4 separate regions of the Mus musculus genome follow, and regions 2, 3 and 4 are each linked to region 1. The links are chromatin contacts, called in public HiChIP or PLAC-seq and promoter capture Hi-C maps. All regions are on one chromosome and are shown on one strand. The core of a region is the stretch at or near the end of the contact, and the rest is flanking DNA. Distances in the headings are between cores, read along the strand shown.

Region 1 (6,930 bases), core at 4,056-6,555:
TTACGTCTTCATCCCCCATTCCAGTACAGGAACCTGAAATCAGAAAAATACATGTTGAGATGCTAATGAAGTAATGCTGGAGAGGGAAAGCACATCACAAAGGTAAGCTAGACACAAAAAGGAACAACACAGCTGGACTTAGATTATACCATGCTCTAAACACTTGGGAATGTGAGGCAAAAGGGTTGATAAGTCTGAGATTAGCCTGTGCTACATAGACAAGGGATTGTCACAGAAGAAAAAATAATGGAAAAGAGGCAATGAAAGCACTGGAATGTTCTAAGAACAAAAGAGCTGCAGACATACTGAGGGAGCTGCTTTCAAATACAGAATGGGTTTATCACACCAGACAAAACACATAGGAATAAGATGCAGGAAAAGACAAGCAGGGTCTGCAAGCAATTCCTCAGCCAACAGCCATCACCAGGATGTGTCTATTGGGGATGTGTCTACACTGAGCAAAAGTCCCCAAATGAAGCTAGTAATCAAGGATTAATTAAAGCTATGTAAGTGCCTCACAATATCTTGTGTCAAAACTAAGAACACAACAGAGCATAAAGGTAGCCAAGAACCAAAAGTTGCAGGTGCAATGACAAGATGCCAAAGCTGTAAACATGGAGTAAAGATAGAAATGAGATATGGGTGAATCTTTTACTAAAACACTGTGGGTACTCTGCTGTCTCCTGATACAATATGTACATACCCTTCCCTACATGCCTACCACTAGGTCCGGTCTCCTTTAAGACAACCTTGATTTATCAACTCTATGAGGCAATCAAGATATGTCCTGCATCCCCAAACACATGAGACATGAAAAATGCAAATATTGAGAGAGAGGAAGAGAAAGAGAGATAGGGAGGAAGAGAATGCACACATGTGAGTGACCCACACTAACTTATAGCAACTTAATCTAAAATAGTATATAGGAAAGAAACCATAACAAAACGCTTAAGACTCCTTCATGAATAGCTCACAATTCATTTTAAAATAAGCATGACAACACTGGCAATTCCTCACAAAAGCAGCCATAAAGAAATGACAACTAAGCCTGGTACATTCCTTTAATTCTAGCATTCGGGAGGCAGAAGAAGACAGATCTCTATGAGTTCAAGTCCAGCCTGGTCTACATAGTGAATTCCAATATATCTGGGGCTATATAGAGAGACACTGCCTCCAAAAGGGAAAAAAAAGAAAAAGAAGAAAGAAATGACAACTACAGGAACTAGGCAGAAACCAAGGCATAGGACACAGTAGAGAAAGTTTGAGACTTGTTATGACTCCTAAGATAGCAATCACTCTTGGGTAAAAATAACGGTAGACACCACTCTGGACACTGGGAGCCATGCAAGGACCTTACCCAGAGATGCCACAAGTGCCAAGTTTTCCAGCATCACACTGCAGTACAGGAGTCTCTGGGCCTTATCAAGGAGCACCCACTCTTCCTGGGAGAAGTGAATGGCCACATCCTCAAAGGACACATCCTATCACAATGGAAACAATTTAGCTTATAACCGGCTTCTCTTTCTGGACTCCAACTCAAAGCACTCCACTTTTGTTGTCCCAATATACATCTCTTGCTCTCTATATTCTCCATGTCATATCAAAGGAGACGCTCATCTACTGATTGCCCACTCTCTGCCTGCTGATATTGTACCCTTCCATGGAAACACAGGGAGATAAACAGAAAGATAAAATCTAAACTCAAGGCCTAGGATGAAGGCTACTATGCCCTCTTATCAATGCCGTGGCTGTCACAGAGACTGGTTAGGGAGAAAAATGGTTAGAGAGAAGATAGGCTAACTTAAATTTTGTCTTATCAGACAATAGCCCTGAAGACCCTAAAAATCTTCCAGACCCAAGGAACATGGGCTCACCTCTTTATCCTAAGACTCTTTACTACTTCTGGGGAAATTAGTTCACGCTACCTCTGCACATTTGTGCATCTAAGAGGTCAATGTTGGATGTCATGTTCAAATGTTTGCTGTCATATTTGGTGAGATACGCCTTCTCAATAAAACTGGAACTCAGCAGTTTAACCAGACTGGCTAGCCAGTGACGTCCAGGGATCTTCCTGTCTCTGCTCCCCACCCTCAATCCCACTGCTGAGGTTACAGACATGGTCCACAGGGCCCATGCTTTATATGGATGCTGGAAATCTGAACTCAGGTCCTCATCCATGAAAAGCAAGCACTTTGCCCACTGAGCCATCTCCCTACTCCCAAACACAGCTCTCTGAATCGTACTTTTCTTGTATGATTTCATTCCCACAGCTACACCCTCAGGATTACATGGCCCTGAATCATAGGAAAAAAAGAAGTTTATGATCCATTTCCTTCTGAAGACTCCAATGTAATGCACATCTCCCATCTAATCTTATCTGCCCATGATGAGATATAGGCCTGAGTACTACTTACACCAGGTTCTCAATCTCACTGACTACTCATGCCCATCACTAACACATAGAAGGATGATAGGCAACATCTAATTCTGGCCCTGGCATGTAGAGCTGCATGCTTTACTACCATAGAACTGCCCAGTAGTCCTGCCCATCCCTCATTCCATATACAACCAAACAAGGATTTGCAACTTTCATTACTATGTCAAGACCTTGAGATCATCAATTTGCACTTCCACCTTTTTGTTCCACACACCTCTCTATACATACAACCATAGCTACACACTGGAAGCAGCCCCTTGGCCTACCCATTGGTTACTCAACACATAGGATCCACAGAGTCCTTGAGGAATTCCCCAACCTCTCACAGACCCCACTACAAAGCAGCCCCAACCCTGTAATGATGGTATCCTACCTGATGCTATTCTTTGGTTCAACCTCACCCACTGTGGTGTTTTGAATAGATTTGGCCCCTGTAGACTCATGAATTTGAATACTTGGCCTAGAGGGAGTGGCACTATTAGGAGGTGTGGCCTTGTTGGAGGAGGTGTAACCTTGTTAGAGGAAGTATATCATCATGGAGGTGGGCTTTGAGGTCTCAGTTGCTCAAGCTATGTCCAGTGACACAGTCTCCTTTTGCTGCCTGCAGACCAAGATGTAGACCTCTTCGCTCCTCCAACACCATGTCTACATGCACACTGCCATGCTTCCTGTCAGGACAATAATGAACTAATGTTGAGGTTTGGTCATTTACTATGTATTGTAATGCTAGACACTGACCCCCAAAGCCTGGTTGCCCACAGAGATTCCACACATGTGTACAGCATGACCTTGGTCCTTGATTAAATAAAGATACTGACAGCCAACTGGGCAGAAGAGACACAGGTCAGGTTTGAGGTTCTCAAGGTTGAGGTCTGAGCAAAAGCACAAACAGATAGAAGGTGAAGAGAAGAGGAAGCCACCATGGGTTAGGTAAATCATGATATAGCCATGAGGGCTAGCAAATTGGAGTTAAGAGCTGCCCAGATGGAACATGGCAAATTATGCCTTGGGGTTATTGGTGGAGAAATAGATTCTAATAGCATAGAGGGTAGATATCTGCCCAGCTCTAGTGTTGATGAAGGCTTATTATAATAATAAAAGTTGTGTATCATTTATCCAGGAACCAAATGATCAAAGGGAGGGCAAAACCACTGACTGAGATTACATATTTCTGTTAACAGACTAACCTCTAAAACTATAAGCCAACCTCAATTAAATGTTTCCTTTCTAAGAATTGCCAGAGTCATGGTGTCTTTTCACTGCGATAAAGCCCTAAGACACCCACCAACAATTACCAGTGGAAGCCGGGTATTATAACTCATGCCTATAATTCCAGTACTTAGGAGACTGTCACAAGTTCAAAGCTAGCTTGAGCTACATTGTGATGCACTAGACCCCTTTCAGCCCAGTATAAAGAGCAGAGATAGTCGAAGTGATCAGACCAGATGTGATGCCTAGCAAAGACACTAAAACCTGTCACACTATCTCCAAGTTTATACCATGTGCTCTAGGGTTCCAGTTTCCTAGAGTCATCAATCCATGCTGGGGTGGGTTTTGTTGACACGGCTATCTAATGTTCCCTCACTCATACTCCTGTAAGTAACCCCAGTAAAGCTCACTGGCTTACCAAGTTGTACTTTGGTCTGTCCTCTCTTCCCTATCTGGGACTCCTAGATGCTTGTTCATGTCTCCACAGAATTACTGTCTACACAACACCATTTCCCTTCTTCCACAGTCGGTTTCCCGTGCAGCAGCCGGCAACAAGGAGCCTGAGGAGAATAAGTTGGCTTGCCAGCCTTCTCCACACCCAAATTTCCCATTGTCATTTCTACATATAAAGTACACATTCTGCTTTTCAGAGAATTATTCTGGGTCTGACACCTTCACCTCACTGATCCTTATTCTAAGGAGAAAGATCTTTCTGCACATGCCTAAGTAATTCAGTCTCCCCTTCAGGCACAGGCACATACTGGCACACACCGTGGGAGAAGCAACCTTCTACACTTCTGTTCACACTTGCCAAGAATTTCATACAACTCACAGCCTACACATCTCTGGGTTATGTACCTAACCTGTTCAAGACTGCAAGGCACCAGGCTACTAGGGCACACTGAGATAATAGACCAAGGACACCACTAACCTAAAACCTGTTGGTAGCATGAGGGTAATGGCAGGATCCACTTACCAGGCCAAGCTCCATAACTGGTTCTGAAGTCAGGGGAACCTGAAAAAAGGAGGAGGCTCTTAGAATCTAGCAGCCATAGGCGGTCTTCACAGGCTTCAGTCACACAGTGACCCTGATCACCGTGGGGTCAGAAGGCCTGGGATTACTACAAATCTGTCTATGCAGTGGTCCACAATTCTGAATCTCACCTGAGAGCTGTCACACCGGTGGCACAACTCTCTCCTGCCCCTCATATCTCCTCCTGTTTGTCCTTGCTCTGAGTAACTTCAGGAAAATTTAGAATCCTATTCCCGAATAGGATCTCTGTTCACAATTCTCACTGGCTCCCGGTGTCTGAAGAATTAAACTCAAATTCCTCAGGTGCAAATCGACCTCACAACTGCTTCTACAAACACTTGGCTACTAGGACTCAAAATCTTCCCTGCCTAGCAGCCCTTTCAGGAGGCATCCCTCTGCAACACTCACAAACCCCTGCACACAGCTGTTCTGCTGCCAGGAGCACCAACTAGGAACTTCAGGGTCATGATGGGGCCTCTTCCGGGGCTCTAGCGCTCGGGTGACAGCGCAAGACGCAGCACTTACCTGGGCTATGTTCCTGTGCATGGCCACAGCCATTGGATTCTGTAGAGGAAGCAAGGACCAGGTCGCCGAGGTCTCTTCCCTAGGCCTGGCTCGGGGCATGTGGGCGGAGTCGCTGGGCCTCAGCAGGGCCTCTGTAACACAGAGCAGCTCTTTGCGCTCTGCCATAAGAACTGCCCACCTCGCCGAGCTTCCAGTTAGGTAAACAAACCTCAGAAACGCCTAAACGACCACCAAAAAGACCACGCTGGAAATCTAGCTCCAGACACGAACCGCGCACTAGTCCACAAACACACACCCCAAAAAATAATAATACAAATAAATGCCGAATTTCCACGGGCTCAACTCCACCCCCATCGTCTCGCGTATTGCATCCCGGGAAATGTAGTTTCCGTCGCTCCCCAGGCAGGTACCCTGCCCCCAAGCCTGACCCCTATGAACTTAGTTTAAAAGAAAACAGGCATGCTTATATGAGTTTGTGACTACAGCTTTCTGGCGAGGAAAGATACTTAAATAAAACTGTTTCAGTATTCCTGGGATCTGTTGTATGGCTGATAGCCACTGTGATGATGTCTTATTTCAGACACCATGAAGTTCTTTGTGCATCAAGAGGCTATAAAGAAACAAATTCAAATGAACATATTCCGTATAGTAGTTTAGGCACTATATGTGTGCTTGTGTATCTGTATATTTATGTATACACTCAGGGACTCCATGATGCAGTTCTCAAGAGGTCATCCCATCCATGATGGATGAGACTTTATGGTATTTCAGATATTCGTGTCACCCATGTGCCTTTAAGAACCCCTCACCAGTGCTCACACACAAATGCTCTCTCTCTCTCTCTCTCTCTCTCTCTCTCTCTCTCTCTGTGTGTGTGTGTGTGTGTGTGTGTGTGTGTGTACATCATACATACATACCTATACCCATGCCTGTACCCGTACTTGTACACATACACATATGTGTGCAAAAACTGTTGGCTTGGCTATAATATGCATTTTTATTGCTGTTCAAACGCTTTCATTCAAAATCATTGATAACTAAATTTTTAACTCCCTGTATACTCAGTTAATGACAAGACAAAAACAATGTTAATTGGGTACATTGTATGGAAGATAAGGAACAATGTTTTGACTACCGTAGATCAGAAGCTAAAGGGACATCTTTGCCTCTTGTTCCCACAGACAGCTGCTTTCCTACCTATTTTCTAGTGATTGTGCCTAATGCGCAGATCCAATTTTATATTTTTCATTTAGTATGTCTTGTTCAACTTCCAAAGAAGCAGTTGCCTTAAGAATTTATAAATTCACTATGTCTTCCAGTTGCCCCAAATATATATTTGTCAAGAAACTGCTGAATGAAATTTTTTAAAAATTTAAAAATGCCTTGCTCCTAGATATGGTGGAGGAGGTTTGTTGTACACATGAGGAGAGCATTGCCAGACAGAGTCCAGAGTGAACATGACCCTGAGATAGGCAGTGCTAGGAGAGAGGGTAGGGGAGAGGAGAGATAGGAGAGACAAGAGTAGAAAAACAGATCAAGTAACCAAAATGGCTGGATTATATAGTGAAGGGCAGCTGGAGGGAGGGCAGCCCACTTCCTGAACTGGAAAGTCATACCCTGCAACAGGTAGGGACTAAAGGAGAACCGGGTAGCCAACTCCACTTTGATTATGTTAAATAGGTACCTCAGTTAGCTCTTTGTTCCAGGTTTGAGGCCCAACATCTGG
Region 2 (6,057 bases), core at 2,796-5,295, 620 kb after region 1:
GGGCCCTCTGGTTTTGCCGAAGTAGTTCCTCTGGCGTCTTCCGGCGCCCAAACAACAGGTCCATGGTGGTAAGACTCCACCAGCAGGTCTGGGACAACCGTCAGAACTAGCTGTAGAGTGCAGGGCCCAGGGCAGCAAAAGACAGAAAGGGTCACATAAGTAGATAGGGTGTAGAAACTGGAGGTACGCTTGAGTAGTCAAAAAGGATTAGCCGGTGAGAACTAGTTATACATTTCTGACTCAAGCACACCCACTCTACTCTCTGCTCTGCTTCCACAGACGATGGGGCAAGCCTGTTTCTGACTTAAGGGTGTGGTTCTGAACTGTTCCAGGGACCCAGACCTGAGTAGGCACATCAAGGTGATTGAGTACTGAGGAGGGGGTAGTTGTGAGGCCCCTCGACAAGGGAGGATAGAATGGAGTAGGTTCTGAAATGTGAAGTTGGGCCCTAAGGTGGGGTAATGGGCATGAATGCCAAGGAAACCAGGCTCGCGGGCGTAGGAGTGACGTTCTCAGGCTCAGGACGTGACAGACACTGAACAGGTCTTGGAGATGTTGAGCCTGCGTACCGAGGGCAGGAAGAGGTGAAGACCTCGATGTGGGTAGGGACAGGCGGACCGCGCGGCATCCGATGCCTCGGCCCAAAGCCCCCTCCTACGCTGCCTACCAAACGGGACCTGCGGCTCAGCAGAGACCACTCACCGGAGCCGAGAGAACGATGGGTTTCCGCTTCCGGGTCACGCCTCTACCCCTCCGAAGCCTTGAGACTCCACCAACGACAACCCCTCGGTTCGGTAGCCCCTGCTGCGGCCGCCGTTTCCGGATTAAGCGACCTGACGTCACACGACCCACCCTCTCCGGGAATGCTGGGAAGTGCTAGGACGCACGCGCACAGCCAGCCACAGAAGCGCATGCGCAAAGGGCCACGCACCTCAGCAGAAGGTACAGGTCCCACCCAAGCCAGCCTCACAGGCCCATGGCGGGAGCACAGCTCGACTGGCTATTCATTCTGGAAGGCCCATACTCCACCCACTTTTGGGCAGTTAATAAATGGCATTTTAGCAAGTGCTTGGCTCGAACCAAATTAGGCCCACACATGGCATAAAGGGGCAAGCCTGGAAATGACTTGTAGGCTCCCTTATGTTGGTGTAAGGTCCAGGAGCTGAAATTAGCCGATTCTTCCATTGCTTGCACCTCATCCCAGTGAGTGGTCCCACCCAATCCACGGCCACATTTATCTTCATTATAGACGCTGGTGGACCTCACTTGTACCTCCCACCCCACAGAAGGAAGAGGCAGAGGCCATGCAGTAACATTCCCCTTTAATAGCCTGGTGGGACCTCCAGTGGTGGTGGGGTGGGTTGCTTGGGCCTAGCGACCCAGGCCCATTGCCCACTTACCCCACAGTCAAGAGTGGGGAGTTGGACAGCACCCAGCGGGAGGGGGGGGGCGCTAAACAAGCCAATTCATTTCCCATCGCTGAGCAGGTCGGGGGGGAGGCAGCACCGACCATAATCACGTGGTGGTCAAAAAAAAAATAACTAGGGGCAGGTGACAGGGAAGAGAGGCAAGGCCAAGGCAGGGGCCAAGGCTACCCCACACACCTTACCCGGGCCCCCAATAAATATTTGCAGGGGATGCCTGGGCCGGTAACCCTGGCAGGGATGGGTAATTGCTAACCCTATTTCAGGCAGCGCTCGAAGTAGGTGGACCCGATGTAACCACCTCTCATGGAGCGCTGCACATTTTGTTCAAACAGCCGCCGGTTGTTCTGCAGGACCTCAGCAGCCTCCTTGTTCAGTGGGTCCTCAGGGTTCGGCTCCTGTGGCCGGTACAAGTGGAAGTCAACAGGCAAGAGAGAGGCAGATGGCCAACAAACCCTCAGCTTCAAATGCCTAACCCTACTTACCAAGAAGAGATACTGCAGGCCATAAATTATGGAGTTTATCGTAAGGACTGGCTTCCAGTCCTCTCTGTGGGCAGAGAGCATCAAGGTTATCAGGGGCTGGTGAGTGGGAGGCTGCTACAGGCCCTGCTAATACTGAACAGGTTAGGCCCATAGAAGGCCTTTTAACATTGAAGTGTGAGATCTAAGAGTGAAGATACGGGACAGGGCAGGACACAGAGAAAGCCAAGGTCAGGTCATTAGAAAAACAACTAAGACAGAAACAGATTGACCATAAAGGGGAGGGAAGGACAGAGATAGATGCAGTGTCCACAGAAGGCTGAGGATACCTGGAAGGCAGGTCTTGGGAGGGAAAGGAAGGCAGTGCCCTCACCTGAGGATGTTGAGGCAGACGTTGCCCTCGAGGTCAATGTTGGGATGATAAACCATTGTTTCACACTTCACCTTGGGAGGGTCATGTGGGTAACCCTGTCCCACCTGGCTCCAGAAAAAGAGAAAGGAGATGGGAAGGTGTAAAAAGAGAAAGGAGATGGGAAGGTGTTTTGGTTGTACCCAGTCTTCTCCACAGAGCTACCTTTGTACACTTGAGACTCACCTTAAAGCTGAATACAAACTTGCCACTTTTGTAGAAGCCCTGGAAGAGGAAGGGGGAGAGTGAATGAAGACCCTACTCTTATGGGGCCACCCCTGGTCTGTTCTTGGGAATCCTGCCCTGTTTTACTCTTACTTCATCAGGACAGATCACCAGCTTGAAGTTGAGGAGGTCGTCTGGGTCTGAGAAGCTGATGTCACACGTCTTGGGCAGGTTCAGCTCGTTAATGTCTAGGTTTGGACAGCATGGAAAGGGAGAGAAACAGGTAAAAGAAAGGAGGTCTGGGCATGTGTCAGCAGAACCCATAAGTTCGCTTTCTAGACCTGAAGAGCTTTGTGTGGTGTACTTTAACTCAGTCTGTACTACTCCATATTCTTTCCACTTTCCAGTCTCTACGTGGACTCTTCTGGATACACAGTATCCCATATACAAGCATCTTCAAGTATAACTGCCCATCTCTTGGGAAAACCCTTACCCAGCTAAGTCCTCCACAAGTTCCCACAACATAGTCCCCAAGAACCTCTACTCCCATAACCCTTGCTTCCAAGAACCCTGAGCACCTTAAACCTGAGGTTTTCTATCTCTAGTCATTATCTCCACTCACTACTGTTTATCTGTCCACCGCAATTCAAGGACCATGACACCGGCCCCCCAACACTAAGTCACCCCTTCTCATCAACCACCCACCTCCACTGTCCTTCCTCGTCTCCATCTTATTACAAGCCCAAGATCCCATCTCATCCTTGAGATTTCCTGTATGGTAGCTTAAATTGACCCACACTCACATTTTTTAGTTCCTGTAACCTTCTTTTCTCCCTCCTCTTCACCTCAAACTCAAAATTGCTCTGCCTGACCCTCTGGACCTGAGTCTTGGGCCACGAGTCCCCAGTTTAAAACACTAAACCGTCTCCCACTTATTCCCAATTCGTAACCTTCACAATCTTCACGACACGGCACCCCAGAGCAAAGTTCTCGTCTGACTCTCAAAACTATACCCCTCCCCTAACAGATTCCGCGTCCCTAACACTCCAGGCCCGAGTATCCCAACGCCCCAATCTATGACCCTCCCTAGTGACCGCACCCCCAGTCCCGCATCACAACCCTCGAAACCTGACCACCAATACCAAATATCAGGGGCCGCATTTTCTCGCCACGGTCCCTGACCTCGAACGCAGGGTCCCGACCCCTACCCTTCTGAATCCGGAGCTGCGCCGCCGACGCCTTCTTGCTGCTGCCCTTGGTGCCGCCGGCCGACTCCTCCTCCTTCTTCTGCTGCTTCAGCGAGAACAGCTTGATCATCCTGCCGCCGCCGCCGCAGCCCGCCGCCGCGGGGGCCCGGGACCCCGGCCACCCGGCCCCCCGCCGCCGCCTGCGCCGCTTCCGCTCCTCGGACCCGCTACCGCGGCCTCCTCCGCTGCCGCTCGCCCGGCCTGCCGCGCTGCTCCGCGCCCACCGCACGGCCCGCCTCGGCTCCCGTAGTCCGGCTCTGGCCTGGCTAAGCACCTCGGGTGTGTTCGGAGGTGCTCGGGAGGACTCGGCGATCCTCGGCCCCGCCCCTGCTACGGTCCCCGCGCCCTCCTCCCCCTCTTCCGCTTGGGTCTGGTGAGGCCCCGCTGCGGCTGCGGACGCCGGCCTTTACAGGTCCGCCGCTCTCCCGCCTACTTGCTCCCTCTGCTAGGAGGCTGCGGTGAGGTGGAAGGAGGAGGCGGTAGCCGCGCTTGCGGCGGCAGGGTACCGCAGGGTACCGGTGGAGGCTCAGCTTCCGCGGCAGGCGCGGCTTCGATGCGGAGGTCGGCAACGGCCTCGGGCGCCCCGCCGCTTCGGCACTTTCCGTCGCCTGCCCACTTCGGTTTTTCCTGCCTCAGCTGTGCTCTGCGCCTGCGCAACCCTTGCAGCCCCCTGGTTCCTCCTCATTGTAGTTTGAGGTTCGGTCTTTTTCGGTTAAGCTCGGGTATTTCCGTTTGTGGAGGTGACTATTCGGCGGTCTAGCGGGTACTTCCTGGGACGCGCACCCAGTAGAGTAGGAAGCAGTGCTTGCGACCATTTTTGAGCGAGGCGGGTAGTGAGTGGCCGTTTGGCTCTCGGTGGTTCCATTCAATCTTACACTTACGCGGAGCGCAGCGGAACCGGGCTAGACTGGATCTTTGCTCTCTGAGGATTCAGCAAACGCAGGGCCTGGACGTTTTAAGGGACGTTGTCGAAGGGTGCAGAAGCAGGCTCCCCTAATCCCACCGCAATCCCAGATTCGGATTGATGTAAACTAGTTTAAATTTCGAATTGCTCTGGAGGCTTGAGGCATCAAGTTGGCTTGAGCCCAGGCGCTCAGGGATACCCTAGGCAACACATCGAGACTCTTGTTCCTTAAAATAGATTTCTATTGTGCAACAGGCTGTGAGCAACTGTGTAGTTCTAGGGTCCAAGGTGGACGTGGGTATAGGACTCATAACTGCGGCTTAGAGAACAGCAGAAGTGGCATTGGCTCTCTCGAGTGGCATTGTGCCTCTCGATTGGCTTATGTTGAGTGAGCTTAGGGTGCTTGGGAGGCAGAAGGAAATAGCTCAGGATGGGTCAGTGACTTCAGGCTGTCATCTAGGAATCCAGCCGAAGCCAGAGTCTAAATGCTTCTTGTTGCTTGTCTGGTCACAGCTTGAAAAACATGGCCAGAACAGGTTCGGACTCTGTTCTGCTCTTTGCCATCTGACAGCATTTGTGCCACCCAGCATGACCCGCGGTTCTACATTCCAGACTTAGCCAGCAGCACCCTCCTCCTCCTGACTTTTTAAGGCTAGCTCATTCTGAGACTCAGACAAATCACTCTAGAACTGTTCATTACTGTCTTGTCAGTTACCATTTTTGTCAGTTACTATCTATGCTGACTATTTTTGTGCAGCTGTTGTTTTTCTGGCTTGCTTTCTTCCAGATAGGATCCATCTCTGTAGTCCAAACTCAGCACGTAGTCCAGGCTGATCTTGAACTAACATTATTCCTGTTGTCTCTGTTTCCTGAGTGCTGTGGTTACAGATACATCCCTCCTTTTTCTGACCCTTCTAAAGTCCTATGGCTGTGGCTACATGGGGCTCTGGCTAATCTTTCTGGTCCTACAGTTCTACTGACTGGGGTAGCACTTGCCTGCCTGTGTTCATTCACTACCCCTCAGATTGGATTCTAAATTATGCTTAGCTTAACTCAGGATCTTTGGTAGCCTGTGAGACAGGAGAGATCAACACTGAAAATTATGGGGACTTAAGAAAGGAATAGAGTGGCTGGAGAGATGGCTCAGTGGTTAAGTGCATTGACCGTACTTACAGAGGTCCTGAGTTCCCAGCAACCACATGGTGGCTCACAAGCATCTGTAATGGGATCTGACACCCTCTTCAGGTGTGTCTGAAGACAGCTACAGTGTACTCACATACATGAAATTAAAAAAAAAAAAAAAGTGGTGGTGGAGGAATAGAGCCTCTGACTCTGTAGCCTGGTTGAACCTGATTTTTCCCTTGGAGAAGTAGGAATGCCAGTACAATGAACAGCTGCTTCAAGGCATTTCTTCCCTCTCAGCTGT
Region 3 (6,483 bases), core at 3,617-6,116, 860 kb after region 1:
GAGTGTGAAGGATGTCTGTGTGCATCCTATGTTCTCCATTCCATTTCAAAACATATTCACTGCTCATATGAAATGTTTTGAACATCCTTCTTGACTGGACCAATGGGCTGATTCCCAGAACTGTTAGGCACCGGAACACTTAATTCCTACACTGACAATTCATGACTGAAATTCAGATGAGTGGGGTAGGGTAGGTTAAAGATCAAAAGCATGATGTTTGTAATCAAGACTGTGGGGTCCAAGTCTTGGCTTTCCCACAGGAGCTGGGACAGTGTATGTGGGTCATTTAACTACCCCGTGCCTTGATTTTCTCACCTGGGAACTGGGGCTGAAATACTGTTATTCTTCCAGGCTTGATGAACAGATGAAATGATGTAACAGTGGTTAGAGGGGTGAGAAAACATTTAACAAAAAGAAGTCAATATTCACAAAACATTCTTCTAAAGGGATGTGGTTTTCATGTGTTTGGTGTTCCCCTCATGCTTATTGTTAAATAAAAACAAATACAAAGATTGTGTTAGAGTGAGTATGGAGCTTACAAGATAATTTGTGTGAATCATTTGCTTCCTTCTACTATCTGGATCCCTGGGATCAAACTGAGGTGGTCAGGCTTGGTGACAAGCACCTTTACTCACTGAGCCATCTTACTTGCTTGACATAATTTCCCTTCATCTTGCAGATTTTAAAGACTTTGTGTTTTTGAAGGCTGGAGTATGTTGGGAAGGGTTAAGGAATACTATTCTACAGAGAAAAATGATAGGAGAAATGCCACTAGTGTTGGAAATTTAGAGGTATATAGAGCGCAACTTGAGGCTACTGAATCTCTGGAAAGTTGGTTACTTCAAATACTCCCCAGATACTTAGCCTCCTCCTTGCCTACCAACCCTGTCCTCTAGACCATGCCAGCATGGGTGAGATTTTCCTGACTCTGCTTACAGCCTTTTGGAACTCTTCAGTATTCCAAGGATAAAGCCCCAGTGCTCAGCCTTGCCAGATCCCGGTTTGGACATTCCCTGCTGCAGACTTTAAGCCATGGCCTGTCCCTGGATTGTGGCATCTGAGAGGCTCTGCTTTGTGCAACTAGGTAGGGCAGGTGCAAGAGCTTAGAAATAATATGTTCAAGTCACTGTCCCCAAACTAGCCACCAACCCCCTACCACAGAGCTTTCCACCAAGGAACCAATCTCTGTCTACTGGGTCACCAGGCTCAAATTTAGGGCATTGTTCTCATTCCATAGAACCCCTGCTCAATTGTTCTTCCTGGCATTTGTAGAACATCTGGGACAACAACTACAGATAGTAAACACCGTGTGTGTGTGTGTGTGTGTGTTTTAACTGTCCATGCATAAATATATTAAAAAAAACTTTCCAAGGACCTGTTTACTGTCATCTCTTCTAGAACTTCCCCTAAGATTTCAAGAACAAGATAGCTCAGTGGGTAAAGGTGCTTGCTGATAAGGGGCTGAGTTGGATCTCTGGTACCCACATGGAGAAAGGGCAGAATGTACTCCCTCGAGTTGTTCTCTGACCTCCACACCTAGACTGTGACATGCTCCTCTTTCCCCACAAAATAAATACATGTTAAAAAAAAGATTTTAAGTAGAGTGGACCACTTTCCTTTTCTCCACCTCCCATCTTCACTCTCAACTTGATTCTCAATACTGTATGTGGCTCTTTGAAATTTCTTTCTTCCTCTATGTTGCGCTTTCTCCTCCCTTCTTTCCATTCTTTTAGTCATTGTCTCTTAGATTAGATTCTCAGTGGTTCAAGAGCTGGGATAATCAACTGTGGTCTCAAAACACCCAGCATGCACACAAGAAGTACTCAATAAATGGTTGTTAAATGTTGAATTGTGTCCTGGTAGCAAAGGCAGATTCTGGATTAGGCCTGTCTCTTTTGCAAGTGCTCACTCACTAGACAGTTGTGTGAGGACACATGGTTGAAGTTGTTGCTCTGGTGCTAGACCTCTGAAGCTCCACTTCTACAATAAAGAACAAGAAAGAACCAGAGCATACCCCCACAACAAATGTCGATATACTTGGGGTAAGAACAGCTATGGAGTGCTTACTCCATGTTGGATGCCCTTCCAAATAATTAATAGGTTCTAATTCATTTATTCAAAATCTATGACACAGATACTTCTGTGTTTGCTTCCCAGATGTGCAAACTGAGGCCCAGGAAGGTGATGTTATCTTCTCCATGACCATAATTATAGGTTGACACCAGTCCTGAGTCTGTGCCCCTACAACTATCACTTAATTGGCTGCCCTGGATGTCAGACATGGGTAAAATGCTTTCTTATGCATGCTCATATATCCTCACAGTGGTCCTCAGTAGCAAGTATACATGTGACAGCCCCATATCAGGGATGCGAAAGCTGAGGTTTGAGGTGTGAAACCCATTGCCCAATGGTATCCTATTCCAGTAAGCGGTAGGGCTGGAATCTGGCAGCTCAAAGGCATAGCCTGTATTCTTAAGTACTCTGCTCTTATCCATGGCTTCAAACTAAAGTTCTCAAACTTTCTCTCAGACATACACAGGGACCACTAGAGAGGCAGGACAGAACAGCGGAGCTCTGAGCATGATGCAGTAAATAGTAGATTAAGGCAGAAACTAGAACTCTTAAAGGAATTCCAGCAGCTGACCATTTGCTACATAGAAGCATGGTTTTGTCATGTCCTATATTCAAGGAAGACTTCCTTAGTCCCAAGTGGCTCTCTTTTAACTATCTACCAACCCTTTGGTGGTACTACCCATTTGCCAGGAACTACCTACAAACTTACTCTTAACACGAATCTTCTGGTCAGTCAGAAAGTTCCAGATGGGTAGATTTTAATCTAAAATAACCCCAGCTCCCAGAACAGGATCTGGTTCTACACTGACTGGAGATATCTTCCTTTCTTATGGCTTTCTTCACAGTTCAGTCTTCCAGGCTGCTTTTTGTAGATGTGCAAGACCTGGCCCACCAACTTCGCTAGCTGGCTCTGGTATTTGGGGGACAATCAATTCTCCCCTGTCTTTTGGCTTGTTTCAGTATGCCTCTCACTCTCTACAATGGCCTCTACTAAACCCTGTATATCAAGTCTGGGTTGTTTTGTATTGAGTCTTATTTATTTCCTGGCTCAGACTCCATCTCAGTAAGTATCCTTCCTTGAATCTGTCCTGCCTGGCTTTTCTGTACTTGGCAGAATCAGTGGGCTTCTCTCCCTGGTATTAAACCTGTGGGTTGGAAGCTGTTTGGCTCACCCCTTGCTCCCCTCCCCCTGTAGGGTCACAGCTCAGGCTCACGCACCACGCTGTGGACTTGTTGGGCATGCGCACATCCTTGCACACCAGCAGCACGTAGCTGTACTTGAGCACGTGGATAAGCCTGTAGAGTGGGGGCGTGTTGGCCCAGGGGCTTCGTGCCACACGTGTGGAGCTCTTCACCGAGAAGACTACCAGTCGCTGCTGGCACCACTTGTCGAAGAAGCGGCTGAACTCAGCCCAAGAGAAGAAAGTTCGATCCAACAATTCCTGTTCCTCCTTCTGCACGGCTGCGCTCGGTAAGGGCTCTGTCAGCTCCATCCTGGGACCTTGAGTAGAAGTGGGGAGAAGAGCTGGACATCAGACCCATCTCCACCTGGGTTACCACAATTTCATCATCAGACTGTCTTATCAGCTACTGCTGCCTCAGGTACGTCTCAGACAAATCAAAGTGGTTTCATTGTTTGCTTTCCAGATAGGAATCTCCATCCCATTTTTGTGGTTCACCTGTTGCCTTCCCAGATTCAGTTGGCATTTAATCAATTTCAATCCTAGTTCCAGTTGCCTTAGATGTGACCTCTAGGTACAAATGGAATCAGTTCTACATATCTTGCCTTTAGCTCAGCTGTGAGCATCTTTGCAAATGTATTCCCAGCTTCTTGCTAAGATTTCTCCTTCTTCCAGATGTGAGTCCTATGCCTGGTGATAATATCTAGTAGTCCCATTCATCTGTAGCTCCCTTTCCCACAAGTCTACATTTGAGTGTAACTCATATCTACTCTCATAGCTAAGGCATGAATCTCTCATCCCAGTCATAATCCTCATACACCTTTCTTCTCCCTAGGTGTATCAAATGTGCAGCTGTTGCCCCTCAGATATGACTGCCTTGAACTGCTACTTTGATCTGTGTTTTTTGCTTCCCAGAGATGCTCTTATCTCCAGATGTGCTGCCCATGTCCAGTCAGGGATCATTCGCCTACAGGGGTGTGGCCCACTTGTGGCAAATTCAACTCAGAAGTGTCACCAATAGTCATCTTTGGTCCATACTCCTAAGACTTATTCTCCTCCTGGGCCAAGTTGCAGTCCCCTCTTCCCAGAAATTGCTACTATTCTCAATGTGTATCTTCGTTTTGGACACGGCGCCTTGTCCTCAGATGGGCTTCTTCACTACTAATGCTCCCCCGGGCCCCCACGTCCCGCTGAGCCTCTTGTCCCTTGCACAGCCCCTTTTATCCAGTTCCCACCTCTCGAGACTCTCTCAACCTGTCTCTCCGCTGCTCCTCCCGGCCTGACCATCCCACATAGCGGTGCTTCTCCACTCCTAAAGCTGTGCACCCTTCCGGCCCCCTCCCCCTCAACTCACCTACCCAACCCAAAGCGGCGTCCACCTCCCACAATGCCTCGCGCCCAAGCCCAGCCCGGCCCTTGCTCCCGGGATGCCCCGCGCGGTATCCCGCCTTTCTTCCCCTAGTGCCTGGCAAGGTGGCTTTCCACCAACCCTTCTCTTCTCCCCGACTGTCACCCTTACGACCTCGCAGGCTCACCGGCTCATCCACAGGGAGGACAGGCTTGGGGCCGCTTCCCAGCATGCTGTGCGGGACAGCGCCCCTCCCTCTCCCCACTCTGTCCCATTTCTAGGCTGCCTCACGCTCTAGAGACTACAACTCCCAGCAGCCTCCGGGCGATAGTTGCGGCACGCGCTACTCGCAGGCCCCCGCCCTTGCTCGTCTCCGCCCCCTCCCGCCAAAGTGCGCGCGAAATCTGTGTGGCGCGAATTTGGGGATTTCGGGTTTGCGTCTCTGAGCGAGCGAGCGAGCGAGTGAGCGAGTGTGGCGGCGTCCGGCAAAGTGATTTGGAGAGGCAAGTGGGGACGTGGGCACGGGCTTGGGGCTGGGGTCGGCGAGAGTGCCGAGCGCTTGTCGCCAGTGAGCTTTGCAGGTTCCGGGTGCGGCCAGCGGAACGGGAATGGGGACGTCGCGGCGACCGAGGGCGCAGGAGAGAGGGCAGCAAGGAGCCGTGTACAGGGAGAGCCACTGGCTGACTGGCTGACTGATTGACTGGTTGACCAAGGCCGCAGGAGTTTTGGTGTCTGCGGAGGACTGGTGGCGGCTTGGAAGGGCGTGACTAGGGAGAAAGCCTGGCGGTGGGCGTGGCCATCAGAATTAGTGGCGCCAAGAGAAGAGGGGCGGCCTGGGGCCGGAAAGGAAGGCTTGAGTGTGGTGTTTCACCCTGGACGCCTGCTATCAATCGGTGTGGGATGCTTGGTGTTATGGGACGCTTGTAATGAAAGCAAGGTGACGTCATTGGTCAGATAGTGGTCCGATTTGAAGACTAGAGAAGCTTGGCGCGATGAGTGTCAGGAGCCAGGGAAAAGGTGAGCTTGGCTGCCAGAAGGGGCACGGATGGGATAAGACTGGAGATCTGCAGACACTTAGGGGAGGGTCAGGTCTTGTTGCTTAGTGTATATGGAGTTGAAGAGGCAGAGAAACTTGAACAGGGAGGACAGAGGGAAGTTGTCAGGGTGAGGATGGACATTTGGAAAGGGAAGCTGGCCTTTGGCATTTGGCAGCCAAGGAAGGCTTCAGATATAGCTTAGTGGTACAGTGTTTTCCTAGCAGCAACAGACCCTGCCTGGGTTCTATCTTCAGTAATATAAAGGGGAAGGGGGCAGATAACGAAACTTAACTCTCAAAGAATAAAAATGTGAAAAAAAATAAATGTCAGTAAAATTTTCTCATTCTATGGAGAGCAGTCACCATTAAGATAGATCCACCTGTATCTATCCCATAATGCTGGGTTTACAGGCATGTACAACCATGCCTGCCTGACATTATTATTATTATTATTATTATAACATGGGTGCTGGAGATTCAAACTCATGTTCTCTCTCTCTTTTTAACAGCAGGCACTCTTACCCACTGAGCCGTCTCGGCAGTCCCTGAATACACTTGTTCTTTTATTTCCTTAAGAGTTGTGTTCCCCTTTCCCCCAAGTCTTAGTCTCTGGCACAGCCAATATCCTTAGCTGGTCTTTGGATTTCTTTTTCAGGTACAACTGATGAGAAAAAAAGAGCAAGAGAGGAAAGGAGAGACTTCTGCTGCCAACATGCAGAGAAGTATTATGTAAGGCCCCTGCCATGCTCAAGGCACTTTGTGTTGTGATGTTTCCTGGGAAAATGAGAGCTAACATTCACCCCAGATAAGGGCATTGATGACAAGCCAAAGAAATGATTCCACCA
Region 4 (6,719 bases), core at 3,074-5,573, 590 kb after region 1:
AAAAGAAAATCCAAGTCTAGGATATCAAAGCAAATTGTGCCTACCTACTCAGGAAATCTCAGGTCACCGCAAAAGTGCAAGTCAGGAACGTAGGGACCAAGCCCCAAGCCCACAGCCCAGAAAGCCTACGAGGCATGTACTGGCCCAATGTCCTTTATTAGATTGGAATCCTAAAATCCCTAGGGAGGTCCATCTGGGCCTCCATAGGTGCCCAATGAGGGAAGGGTGGCTCCAGACTTTGGGGGGTGAGGTCAGAGAATTCTAGCCCAGCACAGGGGCAGAGGACAATTCTAGACACCATACCTGGCGGGGGGTGAGTCACAAATCCAGCATCAGGTTCCAAGAATGTGTTTGCCCAGCTCAATCTGGAAATGGTCTCTGAGGTGGCAGGGGCCCTAAGCATCTCGCTGTCCCATAGAGAGAAGCTAAGCAAGTGTAGGAGAGAAATAGGGTTCTGGGTCCCAAGTCCACAGGGAAAACAGGTTCAGCTTGGGGAAAGGGAAGGGTCCGTACTCCAGAGCAGAAGCCATCTGGTGGAGTGAACCTAGTCCAAGTCCTAGACTGCAGCAGCCGGCAGTGTGAAGCTGGCTCCCGATCAAGGTGCAGGGTGAGCTGCAAGGTGTCGCTCCAGCAGTGCACGGTGTGAGAAAACTTTCCCACAGGCAGGGCAGGGCGCACGCTCAGGCCTATGTGTGCGCATGTGCACGTTGAGGGAGCTCTTCTGAGTGAAGCGCTTGGCACACACTGCACACTGGAAGGCTCGCACGCCAGTGTGTGTGACCATATGCTTGAGCAGGTAATCGCGTAGCGAGAAGGATCGCCAACACACAGCGCACTGATGTGGCTTCTCCCCTACAGATGACAAAGCAAACCACATATTAGTCTGGCTTGCTCTCCCTGGAGTCTGTCCTGTAGGGACTCCTCTATTCTCCCCTCCTGGGTCAGGTCAGAAAGCTTTTGCTTGTTAACGAAACCACCCTGGAATCCCGCTCTGCAGGGAATCCCTCTCCGGCACCCACATCACCATTTAACTATGCCATCGTCTACCAGGGACCCTAAAAAAAGAACCCTGTCTGGAACGCCACCCGCTGCCCATTCGGGCTACACACACAGATCTTGCCCAACTCGCACCACATTCTTCTATTCAGACCCATATTGTGAGCCACTTTTATGGGAAATAATCCCAGCTTCCTTCACGTCAAACCTCTTCCGGCGGCTCCCACTGTGGAAGCTGGCCAGTTTCCTACCAACACTTCCTTTAACCTGGCCACCCCAGGCTGAGTCTAGCTTTCCAAAGGCCTTGAAGGCTTTTTTGGAAAGGCAGGCTCCCGCTTCCCAATCAACCCCTTTCCAGGAAGAAGCCAAAACTCTAGGCTTTTAGGGTTAACTCAAAACAAAGCTTCTCAAGTGCCCAATCCCAGGCAGGAACCAAACCGCCCGTGATTAAGGATCTCGTAAATCTGTGCGAGAAAAGGCGATTTCCTTTCCCACTCACCAGAGTGGATGAACATGTGCTTGGTGTAGTTTTTCCGCGAGCTGAACGTCTTGCGGCAGTGGCTACACTCATAGGCGGGTTGCTCAGCACCTTGGCCACCCGGGGCGCGCACAGGAGTGCCAGAGATGGCTGTGGCCTGAGCGGCAGGGGCCGCTGGCACCGCCTGCGTTTCTCCCAGCTGAGCACTGGGGGCTGCATCTGGCTGGAGCGTGGGGTAGAAGGTGGGCGGGGGTGCAGGGGCTGGCCCAGATGGAGTAGGAGGTGTTGGCGCTGGGGGGCCGGGAGCACCCAAGTGAAAGGGAAAGAGAGCCACGGGGGGCCCTGGGGTCTTCACACCTGTTGGGCGAGGCCCAGCCAGGGCACAGTCGGGTGGAGCAGACGTTTCCACCGGACAACTTTCTGGCCCTCCGCTGCTTTCCTCATGCCAAGCGGACACATAACTATCTGGGAACACATCTTCAGTGACCCCAGTCCCCCGAAGGAAATCTCTCCCGGCACCACCATAATCAGTGATGCCAGTGGATGCAGGGGGATCCTCTCGAGCGCTGTCAGCTGCAGTGGTAAGGAAGCCCCCTGCACAGTCGGGGAAGGCAGGGGGAGCCTGGCCCTCACCCGGGCCGCCGCCGCCTCCTTCACCTTCTTCAGCGTCGGTTTCTTCATCCGTTTCCTCATCGTCATCCTCTTCACCTCTGTCTTCAGGCGCGGCAGTCAGCGCTGGCTCCGCATCAGGCCCCTCAGCCTTGATGGGTGCTGGGGGTGCAGGTAGCTGAAGACGCGCGGGCTGGCGCTGCTTGCGGCTGTGCGCGGCGTTGGGATGACCCGGGGGGCGGGCGGCCAGCAAGTGGCGCAGACGGTGGCGCAGCTGCGCGGGTGCTAGTGGAGGGGGCACGGGTGGTGGCAGAGGCGCAGGCGCCGGGGTGTTGGGGACACGGGCACGAGCGATGATCTGTGTGCACTCGTCAATGACGGTCTGGATGCGAAGCACCGACGCTGCAGTGAGTACCTGCAGCGCTTCGCCCTGTGCCACCACCAACGAGCCGCTGTAAAGGAACTCGACCAGCTGGCGCACTGTCTGCGCAGGCACCACTGGTGGCACACGAATCTCTGAGTGGCCGAGCAGCAGTTTATCCTGAAAGAAGGGTGAGCCAGCGGCCAGCACACAGCGGTGAGCACGCAGAGAAGCCTCACGGATGCGCACGGTCACATCACAGAAGTGACCGCCTAGCCTCTGCCCATTGAGGGTCTCCAGTAGTGAGCGCGAAAAGTTCTGTAGGTGGATGTGGTGCACTGCCTCTGTGGCTGCCATCTGCAAGAGGAGGAGACAATGCGGATGGCTGTTTTCTTTTCTAGTCTACCCTAGTCAGATTTCCATATCCTAGTACCACGAAGGCCCCAAGCAGATCTATGACTACCTCAAGAACCAGGTCCCATTAACTACTGTTATGTGGAGGTTTTCAGAAGGGTGGGGAGGCAACTTGCCTCCTGGCCGAATCATTTAGGAACACCCCTTGAGGCTGAGGATTTGTGCCTGCCATACCCAAGGGAAGCAAATAAACAGTACATATAACAAGGCCTTTGCAACCTTGTTTCTTCTTTGCATCACCTGAGAGGTGCTAACTTTGGGCTTTGAAAATGCACCAGTGATGTGAAAGGCCAGCAAGCTGAAATTCAGTGTTGTTTAGCAATCCCCATAGTTCTTATGAACCCGAGACTATCATCCTGGCACTAATCATACTGAGGGAAGACAGATTCTTCCATCACACACACACACACACACACACACACACACACACACGCACACGCACACACACACACACACACACACACACACACACGCCCTCCGCAAAGGAGCTGGGAATCAGAATTGTCAGTTAACCCATCAAGCAAATATCTCCAGGTCTCTGGGCCTGTTTCCTTATTCAGCAAACAAGGGTGTTTCCCTTGGATCAGATTGCATACACTGCTCTAAGGGAAGAGAATCAAGATTCAGGATTCGCCCTGACCACCAGCCTGTCTCTCTAGGACAGACCCAGAGCAGGGCCCCATTTAATCCTGCCCCTTACAAAAGGACTACTGAGATCTCAGACTCAACGATTCTAGATCCTTAACACAAAAACACCCTTCCCTTTCTCTCGGAGTATTGCACACATTGTGTCAGTTACCACTGGCCTGGCCTACTGGAAGTCGCCATGCAGGGTCCCTTCCACACTCCCACCTCCAGGCCTTTCCCTCACGTGGCCGCCAGAGGGAGCCTGCGAACCGGGTTTATCTGGGACCTCTATGATGATGAATTAATTCTTCAAACCCACCAAGGCTTTGAACCTGTCTCTGCCAAGCGGCCTCCTTTTTCAAATAATATGCCAACCCATAACTCTTCCTCAACCCCATCCATACCCTACTTCTCGAACGCCCGGACTCCTCAGATGCAGCAGAACCTTCCTGAATGCCTCAGAACAAAGGCACACTCTCCCACATCTCCTACAGCATTCTCGCTACAACTCCCTCACCCATGCCATGCACCTTGTTCCATCAGCCTGTCTCACTCCCACCCTATCTATGCCAGAGTCCCCTTCAGGCCCGCTACATCTACCCCCAGTTTCCCGCCTCCGCACCCTGCCCCGATCCTGCAGCGCCCTCTTGTGTTCGCAACGTGCACACCGATCCTCACGCAGGCGTGCCGCTCCTGGCACGCCCCAGCCTTCTCTGGGACTCTGAGGCAGGGGGATGCCCGCTCGACCCCACCTCCGACTCCTCAGGCAGCAGGTCCTGCAGGTCCTCCTGCTTGTCAACTTGAAGGCCGCACTTCCGGGCGCTGAAGCGGAACAGATAGCCTCGGCACAGGCGGAACGATAGTCGGGAGCACGTTTCCGGTGTTCCTCTTTAGACTAGGCAGTCGTTGAGCAGAACTTCCGGTCTGGTCCGCGCCACAACCAAAATCGCAGAAGCTGGGGACCGAAGAGCTGGGGATCAGTAGGCAGAAGGAGCAGGAGTCCGTCGTCTCCAGGCTGATCCGAGCGAGCTGTCAATCACTCCTCGGGCCACGCCCTCAGTACTCTCAGCGGGTCTGGAGAGGGCGCTGGATGGAATCCAGAGGCTTTTTTTTTTTCTCCCAGGTGGCTTTTCTCTTACACGGGAAAAGTTTCTCTCTCTCTCTCTCTCTCTCTCTCTCTCGATTTATTTATTTTCTATTTATTTTATGCGAGTACATTATTAACTCTCTTCAGACACACCAGAAGAGGGCATCAGCTCCCATTACCGATGGCAGTGAACCGCTGAGCCATCTCTTCAGCCCCGAGAAGTTTCTCTTGAGTCACTTCTGCTCGCACCCCAGATGAAGAAGCTTTGCAGAGCTTCCCTGCAGTCATCTAAAGAACACAGGCCCACCTTCCCAAGGAAGCCTCCTCATTCGGTGCTCCCACCTCACCCCACCCAGACTCTCGGGAATTCGCTGCTCTATAAATGAATGGTTGAAGAACCCCAGCTTGGCCACAGATCAGAATAGAATGTAGGACACGAAGTGGGCTCGGAAGTAGTCAGATACCAAGGAGCAGGGACTAAGTGCGTAGAGGGAGAGAACAGCCAGAGAGTTGTCCAAGCGGGGCTCCTACGTGGTCCTTTTGTTGTCCAAGACACCCATGAACCAAACCTCTCAAGTGGTGGGTTGGCCTTCCCTTCCCCTCTGTTCTTGGGGCAATCAATCAACCACTATGTAAGGCAAAAGAGAGGCATAGAGCTCTGGGCCTCCGTGTGAATGGTACTGAGGAATCTAGTGGGTGGTGCCGCATGAGGAAGATGTCAGGATGTTTTGTTCCCCATCCTGGACCCATGCTGGGTAGCTGTGTTGTATGTGTGTTTGAAAGTCTGGGGAAGCCAGGCGGTGGTGGCGTATGCCTATAATCCCAGCACTTGGGAGGCAAAGGCAGGAGGATCTCTGAGTTCGAGGCCAGCCTGGTCTACAAAGTGAGAGTTCCAGGATAGCCAAGACTATACAGAGAAACCCTGTCTCGAAAAACCAAAAAAAAAAAAAAAAAACAAAAAAAAAAACCTCAGAGGTTGAGGCAGGAGCGTCAGAAGTTCAAGGTCACCCCCCAGATATCAGAGTTGAGCCCAATCTGGGTTACATAGGATGCTATAGGAGGGGGGGGACCCTCAAAATTTAACAGCTAGGAATGCTTGTAATCCTATTACTTGAGAGGGAGAAGCTGGACGAATGGGAGTTTAAGACAGCCTCAACCATAAGAACCTGCTTAGCAAAACAAAACAAAAACAATAAAAAACACCCAAGTAAATGAGCTGGGACAATTGCTTGCATGCATGAGATCCTGGGTTGAAATAATTAATAGCAGGCTAGAGAGATGGCTCAGCAGTTAAGAGCACTGACTGCTCTTCCAGAGGTCCTGAGTTCAACTCCCAGCAACCACATGGTGGCTCACAACCATCTGTAATGGGGTCTGATGCCTTCTTCTGGTGTGTCTGAAGACAGCTACTGTATACTCATATATACATTAAGGAAATAAATCTTTTTAAAAAGAGAGAGACAGAGGGGAAGGAAGGAAGGAAGGAAGGAAGGAAGGAAGGATGGATTAACAGCAAAATGACAAGCATAATGGTCTGGCACCTTTATCTCTTAAGATTCTTAGCCCAAGAAAGAGATCTTGCGGGCTGGAGAGATGGTTCAATGGGTAAGAGCACCTACTGCTCTTCCGAAGATCCTGAGTTCAGATCCCAGCAACCACATGGTGGCTCACAACCATCCCTAATGAGATCCGATGTCCTCTTCTGGTGCATCTGAGGACAGCTACAGTGTACTTAGATATAATGATAAATACATCTTTTTTAAAAAGAAAGATAGATAGAAAGAGACTTTGCCTTCGCCCGCTAAATCACTCCCTTCACACTGGACAGCCTTTCTCTTTGCTCATTTCTCCTCAGCAAATGGACCCTTCTCTGTGCCCATGTGGTTCCCTCACATTTTTTTTTTCCTTTTTTTTTTTTCTGGTTTTTCGAGACAGGGTTTCTCTGTATAGCCCTGGCTGTCCTGGAACTCACTTTGTAGACCAGGCTGGCCTCGAACTCAGAAATCCACCTGCCTCTGCCTCCCAAGTGCTGGGATTAAGGCTTGCGCCACCATGCCCAGCTTCCCTCACCTTCTTATTAGATTGCTATGCCACCAGGCTCTCCTTATCTTGAGGCTTCTTAATCTTCTGTCATGTAAATTGTATCC

What was found. Promoter capture Hi-C pulls out the DNA fragments that hold promoters and counts their contacts. HiChIP or PLAC-seq counts read pairs in DNA pulled down with a chosen protein or histone mark.
Region 2: an H3K4me3 HiChIP or PLAC-seq map of stem cell-derived neural progenitor cells shows a contact between it and region 1, with 3 times the contacts expected there. The contact joins the promoter of Ube2m here to the promoter of Zfp551 in region 1. A contact is called at or near these places in 1 of 39 promoter capture datasets (embryonic stem cells) and 3 of 115 datasets of contacts at active chromatin or transcription factors (extraembryonic endoderm stem cells, large pre-B cells and stem cell-derived neural progenitor cells).
Region 3: a promoter capture Hi-C map of embryonic stem cells shows a contact between it and region 1, with 2.3 times the contacts expected there. The contact joins the promoter of Zswim9 here to the promoter of Zfp551 in region 1. A contact is called at or near these places in 2 of 39 promoter capture datasets (embryonic stem cells and hippocampal neurons) and 1 of 9 other capture datasets (adipose tissue).
Region 4: a promoter capture Hi-C map of hippocampal neurons shows a contact between it and region 1, with 2.3 times the contacts expected there. The contact joins the promoter of Zbtb45 here to the promoter of Zfp551 in region 1. A contact is called at or near these places in 3 of 39 promoter capture datasets (cranial neural crest, embryonic stem cells and hippocampal neurons), 4 of 484 Hi-C or Micro-C datasets (the C2C12 cell line, cortical neurons and embryonic stem cells) and 1 of 115 datasets of contacts at active chromatin or transcription factors (embryonic stem cells).

The regions. Positions count from the first base shown.
Region 1 is chr7:12,417,186-12,424,115 of GRCm38.p6, forward strand. Zfp551 (zinc fingr protein 551) reads right to left here and starts at 5,306. Exons shown (of 4, transcript NM_001033820.3): 1 at 5,205-5,306; 2 at 4,623-4,661; 3 at 1,358-1,481; 4 at 1-33. The coding sequence starts at 5,303.
Region 2 is chr7:13,033,933-13,039,989 of GRCm38.p6, forward strand. It overlaps Ube2m (ubiquitin-conjugating enzyme E2M), which reads right to left and starts at 4,046. Exons shown (of 6, transcript NM_145578.3): 1 at 3,689-4,046; 2 at 2,634-2,728; 3 at 2,502-2,540; 4 at 2,280-2,383; 5 at 1,910-1,973; 6 at 1,188-1,822. The coding sequence starts at 3,797. The coding sequence ends at 1,682. Chmp2a (charged multivesicular body protein 2A) reads right to left here and starts at 845. Exons shown (of 6, transcript NM_026885.3): 1 at 703-845; 2 at 1-110. The coding sequence starts at 64.
Region 3 is chr7:13,273,855-13,280,337 of GRCm38.p6, forward strand. It overlaps Zswim9 (zinc finger SWIM-type containing 9), which reads right to left and starts at 4,867. Exons shown (of 5, transcript NM_177312.4): 1 at 4,790-4,867; 2 at 3,292-3,574. The coding sequence starts at 3,566. It overlaps Lig1 (ligase I, DNA, ATP-dependent), which reads left to right and starts at 4,972. Exons shown (of 29, transcript NM_010715.3): 1 at 4,972-5,105; 2 at 6,294-6,367. The coding sequence starts at 6,351.
Region 4 is chr7:13,005,529-13,012,247 of GRCm38.p6, forward strand. Zbtb45 (zinc finger and BTB domain containing 45) reads right to left here and starts at 4,324. Exons shown (of 3, transcript NM_001360833.1): 1 at 4,108-4,324; 2 at 1,496-2,801; 3 at 138-852. The coding sequence starts at 2,801. The coding sequence ends at 596.